2 separate regions of the Rattus norvegicus genome follow, and region 2 is linked to region 1. A link is a contact called in public Hi-C data. All regions are on one chromosome and are shown on one strand. The core of a region is the stretch at or near the end of the contact, and the rest is flanking DNA. Distances in the headings are between cores, read along the strand shown. Region 1 overlaps Stat5b (signal transducer and activator of transcription 5B). Region 2 overlaps Cavin1 (caveolae associated protein 1).

What was found. Hi-C and Micro-C count contacts between places; a contact is called where the count stands out from the background.
Region 2: a Hi-C map of liver shows a contact between it and region 1, with 4 times the contacts expected there. The contact joins two enhancer-like sites. A contact is called at or near these places in 2 of 12 Hi-C or Micro-C datasets (both in liver).

Annotation. Positions count from the first base shown.
Region 1 is chr10:86,231,410-86,238,328 of GRCr8, reverse strand. Stat5b (signal transducer and activator of transcription 5B) reads left to right here. Exons shown (of 19, transcript NM_022380.2): 2 at 4,912-5,049. The coding sequence starts at 4,922. Among named protein-coding and RNA genes, the nearest start is that of Ghdc, 37 kb to the right of the region's middle. Within about 2 kb of position 2,893, at least 7 of the 93 cell types and tissues checked have an H3K27ac peak or open chromatin away from gene starts, as enhancers often do. A contact at or near this core is called in liver, where this site is marked.
Region 2 is chr10:86,379,608-86,386,526 of GRCr8, reverse strand. It overlaps Cavin1 (caveolae associated protein 1), which reads left to right. Exons shown (of 2, transcript NM_001105841.1): 2 at 1,317-2,126. The coding sequence ends at 2,018. Among named protein-coding and RNA genes, the nearest start is that of Cavin1, 13 kb to the left of the region's middle. Within about 2 kb of position 4,231, at least 6 of the 93 cell types and tissues checked have an H3K27ac peak or open chromatin away from gene starts, as enhancers often do. A contact at or near this core is called in liver, where this site is marked.

The DNA of each region.
Region 1 (6,919 bases), core at 1,644-4,143:
GACAGGGGGATCTTTGTGAGTTCAAGGTTAGCTGGTCTACGTGTTAAGTTGCAGACCAGCCAGGGCTACTGAGTGAGACTGTCTCAAAAAACAAACAAAGGCATTTGGTGTTTTTGCTTTTTGCTTTTTGCTTTTTGTTTTTTGTTTTTGTTTTGTTTTGTTTTGTTTTTTGTTTTTTGGGGTTTTTTTTGTTTTTTTGTTTTTTTGTTTTTTTTGAGAGACAAAGTATCATCTTGTAAACCAGAACTGGCCTTAACCTTGGCTTGTTTACCAAGGTTAAGGAATGACAGGTGTATACCACCACACTGAGCTGTTCCTCCCTTAAAGCAGTAATAAACTCCAGAAATATGCTTGGCCAACAGGACATGTGAAAGATTTATGTACTTGTTCATTTAGCATATCGGTTCTCTACCTGTGTAGGTCACAACCCTTTGGGGTTTGAATGACCTTACCACTGGGTCATCTAAGACCATCGGAAAACACAGATACTTACATTATGGTTCGTAACAGCAAAATTACAGTTGTGAAGTAGCGATGAAATAATTTTATAGTTGGGGGTCACCATGGCATGAGGAATTGTATTAAAGGGTTGTAGCATTAGGAAGGGTGAGAACCATGGATTTAACAAATATTTGTTTGCTGCTCTCTGTGCTGAGCTGCTACACACACACTTTGGGGACAGGGCAGTATGACATGTCCTCTTCTATTGGGATTCAGTGGGAAACGATAAATTAAAACAAAAGAAGGGGCTGGGGATTTAGCTCAGTGGTAGAGCGCTTACCTAGGAAGCGCAAGGCCCTGGGTTTGGTCCCCAGCTCCGAAAAAAAGAACCAAAAAAAAAAAAAAAGATAGAAAAAGAAAACTAGACAGAAAAAAGACAGGCCTGTGTGATGAAAGGGAGACCACCCATATAGAGTCACCGGAGTTAAACAGAGTTGATGAGCTAATTTAAGATATTTCCTTCTGGGTTGGGAATTTAGCTCAGTGGTAGAGCGCTTGCCTAGCAAGCACAAGGCCCTGGGTTCGGTCCCCAGCTCTGAAAAAAAGAAAAGGAAAAAAAAAAAAAAGAGAGAGATGTTTCCTTCTACACCATAGAATTCCATACTGGTGTTGTGTTCCATTATAACTTTGAAAAGAGCTGATTTGGGGCTGGAGAGATGGCTCAGCTGTTAAGAGCACTGGCTGCTCTTCCAGAGGACCTGGGTTGGATTCCCAGCACCCACAACCACAGCTCACAACCATCTGGAACTCCAGGTCCAGGAGATCTGGCGCCCTCTTCTGGCCTCCATGGGCACTGCACACCTGTGGTCCACAGACCTACATGCAGGCAAACACCCACACATATTAAATAAATAGATAGGGAAAAAATGTATCTTAAAAAAGGAAAGAGCTGGCACGTTCAATTTCATTTGCTCACATTTGTGTACTTAAGCAACAACAACAGGACAGTACTGCTCATTGCCAAGCACTGTTGTAGATAAAGTCACCGTGTGTTTAAGATGGCTTCCCCTTCCTTAATGAATACGATGTGTGCCAGGGCAGTGGCACAGAGAGAGTGGACGACAGAGTGAGCCCAGAACCTTCCCACCATGTTCCTTCTTCTGTCCTGAGTCAGTTCAGCAGGTGAATTTGCAGACACAAGAGATTTTAGTGTCTGTTGGAATCATTCAAATTTTCATTAAGGGAGCTATGACGAGGTCCTACTTCTGTCTTGTTCTAGGGCTGAGTGTGTGGCTGTGTATATGTGGCTCTGAGTATGTGTGTGTGTGTGTGTGTGTGTGTGTGTGTGTGTGTGTGTGTGTGTGTACACTTATGGAGGCTTGAGCTATTTACCTTTTAATTTTATTTTTGAGACGGGGTCTCACTATGTAGTCCTGGCTAGCCCGTTACTTGCTATATAGACCAGGCTGACCCCAAACTCATGAACAGCCACCTACCTCTGCCTGTGACCATGCCACCATACCCAGCTCCCTCCCACTCTGTCTTTTGAGAGAGTGTCTAAGTCAGACTGACTGGCCGATGAGCCTCAGAGACCCACCTGTCTCCCCCCGCCCCAGCTCTGAGATTACAAGTATACACCATTCTGCCTGGCTTTTTACCCGGATTCTAGGCTTTGAAGTTGGGTCCTCAATGCTTGCAAGGCAAACACTGGCTGAGCCATCTTCCTAGCCGAGTCTGTCTTTATTTGTTCTCATGTTATTTATGTTGATTTTGCATGTATGAATGTTCTGTACACATGTATGTTTGTGCACTATGTGGGTTCGCAGTGCCCTTGGAGGCCAGAGGAGTGCATCAGAGCCCCTGAAGCTGGGGTTACAGATGGTTGTGAGCCATCAACTGGGTGCTGGGAGACAAACCCAGGTCCTTCTCAAGAGCAACAGTGCTCTTAACCACTGAGCCATCTCTCCAGCACCCCTTCCTTGTTCTTAACTAAGAAAGACTGCTTACCTGAACCCCAGCTCTTCACTCTTCTGTCAGGCCCCCCACATACTTAAATCTCCAGTTTCTTCCACTCCCAATCTCTTTGCCTTTCCTCTACAATCATGAGCTGGTGGTCCTGGTCTGATTTGGAGACCTCCCTGAAACACCGTCTTCCACATGTCTGACTAGGAAGCAGAACTGCTCTCCCGTCCCAGTTTTCCTCTTGGTGAACCCACACCCACTGAACTCCGCTATACTGGAAAATCTCACTGTTGTCTCAGCCCTAAAGCCTGAAAGCCCCAAGTTAAACCATCCAAGTATCCTATGGCAGCCCACACATCTAAAATAGGTAACCGGCACCCAGCCCGCACCTCACTGCTGACTAACTGACTTGTCCCATAAATAGCTCAGTGTTACTCGATCAGACAGCCACTGCTCACAGAGAGGGATCTTTGTTTCCTGGCACACATGTGCCGTCTCTGGTCGTCAACACAACCCAGGTCCAGTGCACTGGACCATGGCTGTAGCATAGTCCTTAGGAGAACTGTGCAAATCAGTAGCTCAGTCACTTTCAGATTGGATTCAAGATGCCCAGAAAGCAGTGTTAGAGCAAGTCTGGTTTCAAGGTCTTCCTCCTATTAACGTAGCTTCTCCAGTCTGGGGAATCCCAGGTCTCTGCCAAATGGACTCAGGTCTGTCAGAAAAGGTTCCTAGTAGTTTCAGAAAGCCTTTGTTTGTTTATCTGAGTACACTGTAGCTGTCTTCAAACACACCAGATCCCATTACAGATGGTTGTGAGCCACCATGAACTCAGGACTTCAGTGCTCTTAACTGCTGAGCCATCTCTCCAGCCCCCAGAAAGCCATTTTCTTTTTTTTGTTGTTGTTGTTGTTTTGTTTGTTTGTTTTTTGTTTTTTGTTTTTTTTCCGGACCTGAGGACCGAACCCAGGGCCTTTCATTTGCTAGGCAAGCACTCTACCACTGAGCTAAATCCTCAACCCCAGAAAGCCATTTTCTAAAGTGTGCTTCTGTTGGTGCAGCTTGTTTTGGTTTTGATGTTGTTTAAGAAAGGGTCACAGGAAGCCCAAGTTGGCCTTGAACTCTTGATCCTCCTGCCTTCATGTCCTGAGTTCAGGGATTATAGGCTTTACCACAATAGCTCATTAAAAAAAAAAAAAGTCTCACGGTTGCTGAGACTACTGGCTCAAGCCTGTGATCTTAGGTTAAATTAGAAGACAGCAAGTTCAGTGGGCCATGGTGGTGCACGCCTTTAATCCCAGCACTCAGGAGGTAGAGGTAGGCAGATCTCTGAGTTTGAGGACAACCAGGACTACAAAGAGAAATCCTGTCTCAAAAAAACAAAACGACAACAACAAAACCAAATAAATGAATTAAAATTTAAAAATGAAAAGTTTAGGGCCAGCCTGGGCTATAGAGTGAATACATAGTCAGCCTAGACAACTAACTTAGTGAAACACTCTCTCCAAATAAAAAGTCCAGAAGAGGCCTGGAATATAGGTCAGCTGTGGAGCTCTTCTTGCCTGGCATGACCCAGGTCATAGGTTCAATCTCCATTATAAAAGGAGAGCAACGAGAAACCCGACCGCTAACCATTGCAACACCACAGTCCATTCTCCTAGTCAACACATACTGTTTCTGCCTTGGACTGTGTGTGGGTGTCGTAAATCAAACATTGTTCTACAGATTCCATAGCAGTAACTCCAACGGTGAACTTGGCCAGATAAGTCTCTGCTCTGTGTTAAGAGCGCGGCTGCTAAGCTCACTGTGAGAACATGCAGGCCTCGCTCTGTCCCGAGTCTCGTCTGTCTTTCTGATCCCGTTCAAAGGGTAGCGTCTTCCATTTCACAAAGCCCAAATACCAAACCTAAAGTTATTGTTCAGATCGCTACACTGATCATTCATGGTGCCCGTTTGAAACGATGCTATAACCCCGTGGCGGTTTCCAGCGAAAGCAAAGACCGGGTCTAGGATATCGAAACTGTTCACGGCTCCTTCCCTAAGGCTGGTTTTTCTGGTTCCGCCTTTTGCGCCACAATAGTCAATGTTTCATAGATCCGTCTGGGGCCCTTCCCACGGCCATGCTGGGTGTCTGCATTTTAAAAACACGATAAAGCTTGAAGTCAGTTCAAGAATATTGATCGGGGCAGGTGTGATGGTTCAGTGGGTAAAGGCAGTTACTGAGCAACCTGGCAACCTGCGTTTGATCCCTAGAACCTACCTAAAGATGCAGGGAAAGAAACGACTCCACAAAACCATCCTCTGACCTCCACACATCCACTGCGGCACGTCTGTGCCCGCACGAAACCACACACAGTAATAAAAGGAAAAGAAATGTTTACAGACTTGACCTATACTGTACCAAAAGGAGAGAGAACATTCACTCTTAAAACCTGTGCATATTTACTTCAGTGGCTTTGAAGGGGACGGAGACTAGAAACAAACAAATAAATCAAGGCCTTTGTTTAACAGGTTGTAAGCCATGGCAATGTGGATACAGGCTCAGCAGCTCCAGGGCGATGCCCTTCATCAGATGCAGGCCTTGTACGGCCAGCATTTCCCCATCGAGGTGCGACATTATTTATCCCAGTGGATCGAAAGTCAAGCCTGGTAGGTAAAGAGTTTCTATGTCATCTTTTGGGAAGCACAAGGACATTGAACTTGGATGAGAAAAAATGTTATAGCTAAGACTTTAAAAGTTGTGAGTAACCTAGGCTTCGTGGTCCCCACCTCTAACACTCATGGTCCTAGCTGAGGCAGAAGGAAAAGGAGGAGGTGGGGGATGGGGGGGAGCTGTGTGTTGGGCTGGATGAGTAAGCTCAGTGGTAAAGTACAGGCATGAGGCATCAAGGCTCTGGATTCAGCCCTTAGGTCCCATCTCCAAGAAAAGTTGTTTGAAAATCTTCATGCAACACACACACACACACACACACACACACACACACACACACACACACACACATGCTCCTCTTAGATTCAGGGAGATGAAATAATTTTGGAACTTTTAATTTTTGTTTTTTTTTTAATTAAGAATATATGTGTGTGTCTGTATATGGATGTATACACGAGGGCAGGTACCCTCGGAGGCCAGAAAACAGCTGGAGCTGGAGTTCCAAGGGGTTTTGAACCACCCAATGTGGCTGTTGGGATCTGAACTCAGGTAGAGCAGGAAGCCCTCCGAACCACACAGCCATCTCTCCAGCCTCTCAGCTTGCCTTGTTTGGTTTGGTTTGGCTTGGCTTGTTTTTTGTTTTTTGTTTGGTTTTGTTTTTTTGTTTTTTGGGTTTTTTTTTTTGTTTTTGTTTTGTTTTGGGGTTTTTTTTGTTGTTTGTTTGTTTGAGACAAGGTCTCTCACTGTGGCCTTGGCTGTCCTGGAACTCGAAAGTTCTGGGATTAAACGCAAGAATCATGCCTGGCTTTTTTTCCCCAAGGTAAAATTTCACCGTGTAGTTATGCATGGCCTGCATGCATTATATAGACCAGCCTAGTCTTAGGCTCGAGATCAGCCTTTGCCTCCCATGCGCTGAAATTTATATCTTATAAATCAGATGTTTAACATACTAATTTAATAATCAGAACATTCGTGGCTCTTTGTTTTCTTCTTTTTCTGAAACAAGGCCTCACACTATGTAGGCCTGGCTGTCCCGGAATTCACTCAGTAGACTAGGCTAGCCTTGAACTCACAGAGATCCGGCTCCCTCTGCCTCCCAAGTGCTGGGATGAAAGGCCCGTGTCATTACACCTGGCTTGAAACATTCGTGTTTTAAATTCATATTTACATATACAAACGAAAATACTCTAAAATATCAACAACGAGGCAAGATAGCTCAGTGAGTTTAAAAAAAAAAAAAACTAGCCACCAACCCTGATATTCTGAATTTCAATGTCAGAATCAACATGGTAGACAAAACTGACACCTCCACACTGCAATGTGGCATCCACATTGAGACATACACAGACACAAACTAAATGGCTTTTTTTTTTCCTTTTTAAATACGAATAGTGGGGGTTGGGGATTTAGCTCAGTGGTAGAGCGCTTGCCTAGGAACCGCAAGGCCCTGGGTTTGGTCCCCAGCTCCAAAAAAAAAAAAAAATACGAATAATGATTACCTCTCAGTGTTGACTTAGCCAACATCTTTATTTCCTAAATTATGAATTATGTACCTGAGCTTTAAAATTGTTAGATCAGTATAACACAGGCCAGTAGTAACGTATCTTACTTTGCAGTGCCATGGCAAACTTGCAGCTCACACAGGACATCTATACCAAGGAGCTGCTGCCTCCTCAGCTCTGCCACATCCTCACCGGCCCGCCGTGTGCCCTGCAGTGCTCAGGGCAGGGCGCTTGCCCGTCAGCCCCAGTCTGTCAGTCAGCGTGACACATTCATTAGACTAGACAGCCTTTTACCCGGGTGGTGGGGCTACAGCTCTGGTGCTGCTGGGAGGAGGCTGTCTATATCCGCTGGAGATGAGGCCGTACA
Region 2 (6,919 bases), core at 2,982-5,481, 150 kb before region 1:
GTGGTATAAAGATTTCATGTAGCCCTTGAATAGATGTGTTTCTGTGTATCCTTTTCCTGTGCACGCGCGCGTGTCTGTATGTGTGTATCTTTTTATGGGAAGAATCAACTTATGTTGCCTTGTTTTCTCAGGAGATGGGATTTTCTTATAATTTTCGAAAATGACCTGGAGAAAACATTTTGGGAAAAATGTGCCCTCCTCCCATATTTCTTGGATTTAAAAACCTATAAAGAGCCTGGGCCATTTTAGGAGCTCCCATTTTTGATCTAGGTCAGACTTTTTTTCTGGTCTGTGCTCACCCATGAGTACTTTTTGGTAGGGGGGTGCTTAAAATCATGAATTGTTGATCGCAAGTCAGGTTATTGAAAAATGTCCACAGAATCAAGAATAGGACTGGTGCTAGGAGCTCTGAGAGGAAGAGGAGAACTAAAAGTTAGCTTAGAGTTCTAGAGCTCTAGGCGGTCCTGGATGGGAAAGCCACCCTCCTCACTCCTGGCTCTTTAAGCTCCGGCCTGGGAAACAAGATTAGAATAGCAGTCCTCCCTTCTCTTCCAGGGCAGGGAAAACAGGAGCAGAAGAAATGTTCAGGCTGGAGAGAAACAGATCCGTGGCATTCAGCCAGTTTCTTCCCTTTCCTCTTATTTACACGTAGGGGTATGGGATGCCTACTGGTAGAGCCAAAGAACATGAGAAAGTCAAGGACGGAAACCGTCTGCTGTAGGCAGAGCTCTCCTTCCTCCAAACTGGTTAAAATCCCAAGAACAAAGATCCTTTACTTTAGCTTAGAGCTACCCCACTTGGGGACCACCTGGGATCAGCTTTGTCCCCATCCCCCTAGAAGCTTCAACTTCTAAACTCTCCGAAATTGTTTTGTTTTGTTTTTGTTTTTTTTGTCCCACTTGGGGCAGTGTGTAAATTAGGGCACCAGAGGGCGCTCTGCTATTTTCAAAGTTAAGCTGTTTTCTTCCGAAGTCACAGCCGCTTAAAGCAATCATAGCCGTAGCCATAGTGTACAAGGGTTTGAAGGTCCCTGGGAATATTTAGTATAATCATAATGGTGATCAATTTCTGACCCGAAGCTCTGCTCTCTCCGCGTGCTGCTGTCTGTATAAGGACTGTGCGACGCACAGATTATGACCACATCTGTACCAGGCATTGGGGGTGTTTGAGAGCGAACAATTCTGGTGGATTTCACCCTCATCACATAGGTTCCCATGCTCTCCCCAGAATCGCCAGCACTTTGCCCGGAGTCCCATCCAGCCCTCTCTCTGCCCTCTTCAGTGGCATTTCTCATCTAGGCTCTGTTCGCCTTTTAGGATGAAGTCAAGCTGCCGGCCAAACTGAGCGTCAGCAAGTCTCTGAAAGAGTCGGAGGCGCTGCCAGAGAAGGAGGGCGATGAGCTGGGCGAGGGCGAGCGGCCGGAGGAGGACGCTGCGGCGATCGAGCTGTCGTCTGACGAGGCGGTGGAGGTGGAGGAGGTGATCGAGGAGTCCCGCGCCGAGCGCATCAAGCGCAGCGGCCTGCGGCGCGTGGACGACTTCAAGAAGGCCTTCTCCAAGGAGAAGATGGAGAAGACCAAGGTGCGCACGCGCGAGAACCTGGAGAAGACGCGCCTGAAGACTAAGGAGAACCTGGAGAAGACGCGGCACACGCTGGAGAAGCGCATGAACAAGCTGGGCACGCGCCTGGTGCCCGTGGAGCGACGCGAGAAGCTGAAGACGTCGCGCGACAAGCTGCGCAAGTCCTTCACGCCCGACCACGTGGTGTACGCGCGCTCCAAGACCGCGGTCTACAAGGTGCCGCCCTTTACCTTCCATGTCAAGAAGATCCGCGAGGGCGAGGTGGAGGTGCTGAAGGCCACCGAGATGGTGGAGGTGGGTCCTGATGACGACGAGGTTGGCGCGGAGCGCGGCGAGGCCACTGACCTGCTGCGCGGGAGCAGCCCCGACGTGCACACGCTGCTGGAGATCACCGAGGAATCGGACGCCGTCCTGGTGGACAAGAGCGACAGCGACTGAGCAGGACTCACGGGGCTCTGCCCTGGAGGCCGGTGCCTGATCCTGTCCTCCCTGACCCCCACTCCTGCCCACCGCCTTTCTCATTTCAAACTTTCTCTTTTGCATTCTAAGCCCAGTCTGGTTGGGCTTTTTTTTTTTTCCCCCCCTTTCTTTCTTTTTCTTTTTTTTTTTAAAGCGGGGAAATCATATCCCCTGGAAGAGCAGCCTTCCAAAGCATAGGCCTTAGACCGAGGGATAGATGGTCTCTCACCATGGACAGCCTCAATTTGAACACAGTCTGGGTAGGATATGGAAGAATGACCCATGCCCTGGTTGTCCTGCTCCAGGATGCTTTTTCTAAGCTCCCTAGTTAGGCCCTGTCAGAGGCCTGCCCCTCCCCAACACAGCTTCATACTAAGTCGCACCACCCTTGCTTCCTGAGCTGTTTCTCCTTTTCCTCACCCTGGGAGACTCCAAAGCCATAATTTCTGCAAGAGGAAAAGAGCGAATCCTAAAGACAACCCTTGTAGGGGCGCCTTTCTAGTGCCAGCTTGCTCTCCCAGTTACCTGAGAGGCTGAGGCAGGATATTTGCAAGCTCAAGACCTGCCTGGGTTGCAGAGTGAGCTCAAAGCCAGCCTGAGTAATTTATCGAGACGCTGTTTCAAAATAAAGGCAGTTCAAAGTACCACGAAGATAAAATGTGTGTAGGGAGACCTTTGCTCACACAGGAGGTGGCTCACCGGAAGACCTGAGGGTCTTTGGAGAAATCTAAGGCAATACGGTGGGTGAAGGCAGAGTGTTACCCTGGATAAAGGTCTCACCGAAGTAAGCAGGAGGTGAGTTGAGCCTAGGAAAGGATGAGAAGTGTGTCAGGAGAGGAGCACGTTTACAAATCTACAAAATCTGCACACAGGAGCACGTTGAGTATGGCTTTGGGAAGAGATAGGAAGATAGGAGAGGGTTGAAATGGAATAAGAAAGAAATGCCCTCATTAGCCACACAAAGAAATTCAAGACAAGAGTTCCGCTTTGGTAAGATCTCAGGACAGCAGGACAGTCTCTGGATCTGGAGGGCAGTCAGTTCTAGAAAGTGTTCCAAAGAGAAGTAAGCCGGACTGGATTCTCTCTTCCAGGATCTGGGAACTGCCTTCTGGGAAGTCTTGTTTTCCGAGCCCAGAAAATTAGCGTTCCAGCAGGAGGCAGCAGCGAGCTGTGCAGGGCTGGCCGCAGGAAGGGAGAAAGCAAGGTGCTAAAAAGGCCAGGCCTCTGGTAGCGATCCCTAGCCGGAAACTGGGGAAGTAGGGCCTGCTGGCTTGCTCACCCTAACTCCCTCTCAGCTGCTTCTAGCATGGATCTTTCCCTAATGTAAAACTGTAGAGCTTGCCTCCCTAAGTTCCTTGCTTTTGTGGGCACCTTTATCTGAAAGTTAGGGAGGGTGGGGTGCTGCTTCTTGTCCAAGGCTTGATTTCTATAGTTACTGACCAGGTTTTCTCCTGAGGACACATTGATTCCCCCTTTAAAGGCTGGTCAGGAGCAAAGGCAACACCTCCCCCAAATGATAGCTACAGGCTACTTCCTTCTCCCCAACGACACATCTTCCCTGCTTTTTAGAATTGCAGCTAATTGATTATTTTTTTGGGGGGGGGATGGAAACCACAAACCTTTTATACAATACGAAGCTTTGCTTTTTATTTTTTATTTTTAATTTTCCTTTATTTTTCTTGGTCCCCTTCCCTCCTCCGATTGAAGACAGATAAGCTGAGGAGGGTGGGCAGATGCAGGATGAGGTCCCCTGTGCTGATGGGCTATCACTGTGGGCAGATACAGTTTCCTGTGGGCTCTAGGGAAGCTCCTCGAGTTGCTGTGTTCTGGTGAGCAGCCGGACCAATAAACCTGCTTTTCTAAAAGGATTTGTGTGGGGTTATATTGTCCAAAGCACTTGCTGAGGGTGTTGTTGAACTAAGGGAAAGCAGGAGTGAAACAGGGAAAGAGGAGGGGGAGAGGAAGAGGGGGAAGGAAGGAGGGAAGGAGTGGGGTATACATTTGCCTGGCTTCCTAGAGTGGGGCTGGGGTGGCAGAGGCAGATAACAATGGCCAAGATATTGAGCATTCTCTACTGGAATGCTTTTTAACATTGTGTTCTACAATCATTATTTGACCTGGTAGTACTCCAAGTTAGATTCCTGTCATTCCTTTCAGAGCAGAGGAAACAGTGACCTGTCTAAGGTCGCACAGCAACTAATCTGGCTGCACCAACTGTTTAAAGGTCGAAGTCGGCAGTCTGGGTCCTGTCTGGATCTACTTCCCCAGGGCTAGGGACTTAACCTCCAGATGTTCCTCCACCCCAGTCATAGGCCTGGAGGAGGACGGGAATAAGAGGCTGCCCCAGAGGACTGCACATGAGAGAGAGAACAGTGGTACATCTACGCACCAGGGGAACCCACACATCAGTTTCACTCTCTAGCAACTCTCCATTGTCTGGTCACCTCTCCTTGGACCAACTATACCCTGCCTGTCAGTGATGAATTTCATGAAACAATGGGGCTTTTGACATCCTGTGGGTTCCGACTGCCTCAGAATCTCAGGAAAGGTGTCCCTTGTAAAAGTAATGCCATTTCTGGGTCTGCAGCCCACCCTTGTGCTCCTACCTGAAACAGGCTGAGTTCTTAGGAGCTGCACACACATTCCTCTCTGTGCACCTCCAGCTGCAGAGTCCATGAGGCCAGAGTTCCAAGTCCTCCATAAAGGCTTGGCTTCCCACCGAAAGAAACTATACTGACACCGGACATTTAGAGCCTCCAAGCCGTTGATGTTCCCATCTGCCAGGAGACACAGACCCAGAGTGTCACTTCACATTCAGCTGTGAAGCAGGGAGATACCAGGGGCCCAGGTTTAACCGGATACCCTGGAGATACCCAGCTGAGTCAATTTGCTTGCCCACCAGCTTTTCCTTTGTCTGCTATTAGCTCTTCTCTCCACCCTTCTTATACTAGCAAGTTCCTTCATTGGGCCACTCTCACCCAATTCCAGTCTGGCCTTCCTCCTAGGAAGAGTATCCCTGATTCTTTGACTAGCCCCTTTAGTGGGTACCATGCACCCCATTCCCTCCTTCATCTCCCCCAAAGCCCTTCCAGAACCAGAGAGACTCCTTTCACTGTAGTGAGACAGGGGCGACTGCCCGTGGGCTTTGGATTAAATATTCCACTGCCTACTAGAAAGGAAGGATGGTGTTCCGAGGTCCCTACCCACTCGGTGTCTTCCACTAATCTATCGTTGGCATTAATTCTGACAGTTACACTGAGGCAATCAAATAGGGAAAATGTCTGCCAAGGGATCCTGTTAATGTCACCATGGATCTGTGACATCCCGTTACAGACTCAAGTTGAGTTAGCAGGTCTCTTTATAACACCTTCCAAGTCCTTATTCATTTATTCATTTATTCATTTTCTTCCTTCCTTCCTTTCTTTCTCTCTCTCTCTCTCTCTCTTTCTGTCTGTCTTTCTTTCTTTTTTAAAAGATTTATTATATATTAATATACTGTAATTGTCTTCAGATACACCAGAAGAAGGCATCAGATCTCATTACAGAGGGTTGTGAATGACCATGTGGTTGCTGGGATTTGAACTCAGGACTTCCGGAAGAGCAGTCAGTGCTCTTAATTGTTGAGCCATCTCTCCAGCCCTCTGTCTGTCTGTCTTTCTGTCTTTCTTTCTTTCTTTTTTTTTTTTTGGTTCTTTTTTTCGGAGCTGGGGACCGAACCCAGGGCCTTGCGCTTCCTAGGTAAGCGCTCTACCACTGAGATAAATCCCCAACCCCACTTTCTTTCTTTCTTTCTTTCTTTCTTTCTTTCTTTCTTTCTTTCTTTCTCTCTCTCTTTCTTTCCTGAGGTCCTTGGGTTTGTTTGCTTGTTTGTTTCTTTATGTTTGTGCAGTCACATGTGCACCTGGGCATGTGTGTGTAGGCTGGATTTTCCTTGGAAATCCTATTCACCATATTTGAGGCAGGGTCTGTCAGTGGCCTGGAGCTCACTAGTCGGGTTCAGCTAGACCCCACTCCCTCCCCAGGGGGGAGACTGGGAATGGAGGTCAGTGTGGCAGGCATCTACGTGAACACTGAAGACTGAACTCAGGGCCTTGCACTTAAAAAGGAAGAGCTTACCGCTATTTTTCCCAGCCCCCCTTTTGCTTTTATTTCCTTTTTTTTTTTTTGCTTTTGTTTTTGAGACAGCCTTACACTGTGTGTGTGTGTGTGTGTGTGTGTGTGTGTGTGCGTGCCAGCATGTTACTTCATTACACACACACACACACACACACACACACACACACACACACATACACACACACGCACACACAAGTTAAACTCCTGGCCACTGTTGATAATATCCTTAAAACTCTGGCCTCTGCCTCAGTTTTTGCTGCTTCTCAACATGTTGACATTGCTGGCCAAAGATGAACCATTTTCAGGCCTATGGGTCTCTGCTTGGGCTGTTCACCACCTCTGGATTTTTCCTTCCTTCCCTCCTTCCTTCCCTCCCTCCCTTCCTTCCATTCCAGACAGGACTTTCCCATCTAGTCTTGGCTGTCCTGGCTCTAGAGCTATGTAGATCATGCTGACCTCTAACTCAGACCTGCCTGCCTCTGCCTAAAGGCATGTCCCCATAACCCCTGTGTGCGTCTCTCTTTTTGTTTGTTTTTCGGTTTTGGTAGTCCTAGAAGTGGAACCGGTTCTAGCATGTGAGACTTCACATTGCTAGGCAAGTGGTCTGCCGCTGAACCATACTCTGAGACGCCTTCATCTTTCCTCTTACATCAACCTCCTTTTTTTTTTTTTTTTTGGTTCTTTTTTTCGGAGCTGGGGACCGAATCCAGGGCCTTGCGCTTCCTAGGTAAGCGCTCTACCACTGAGCTAAATCCCCAGCCCCA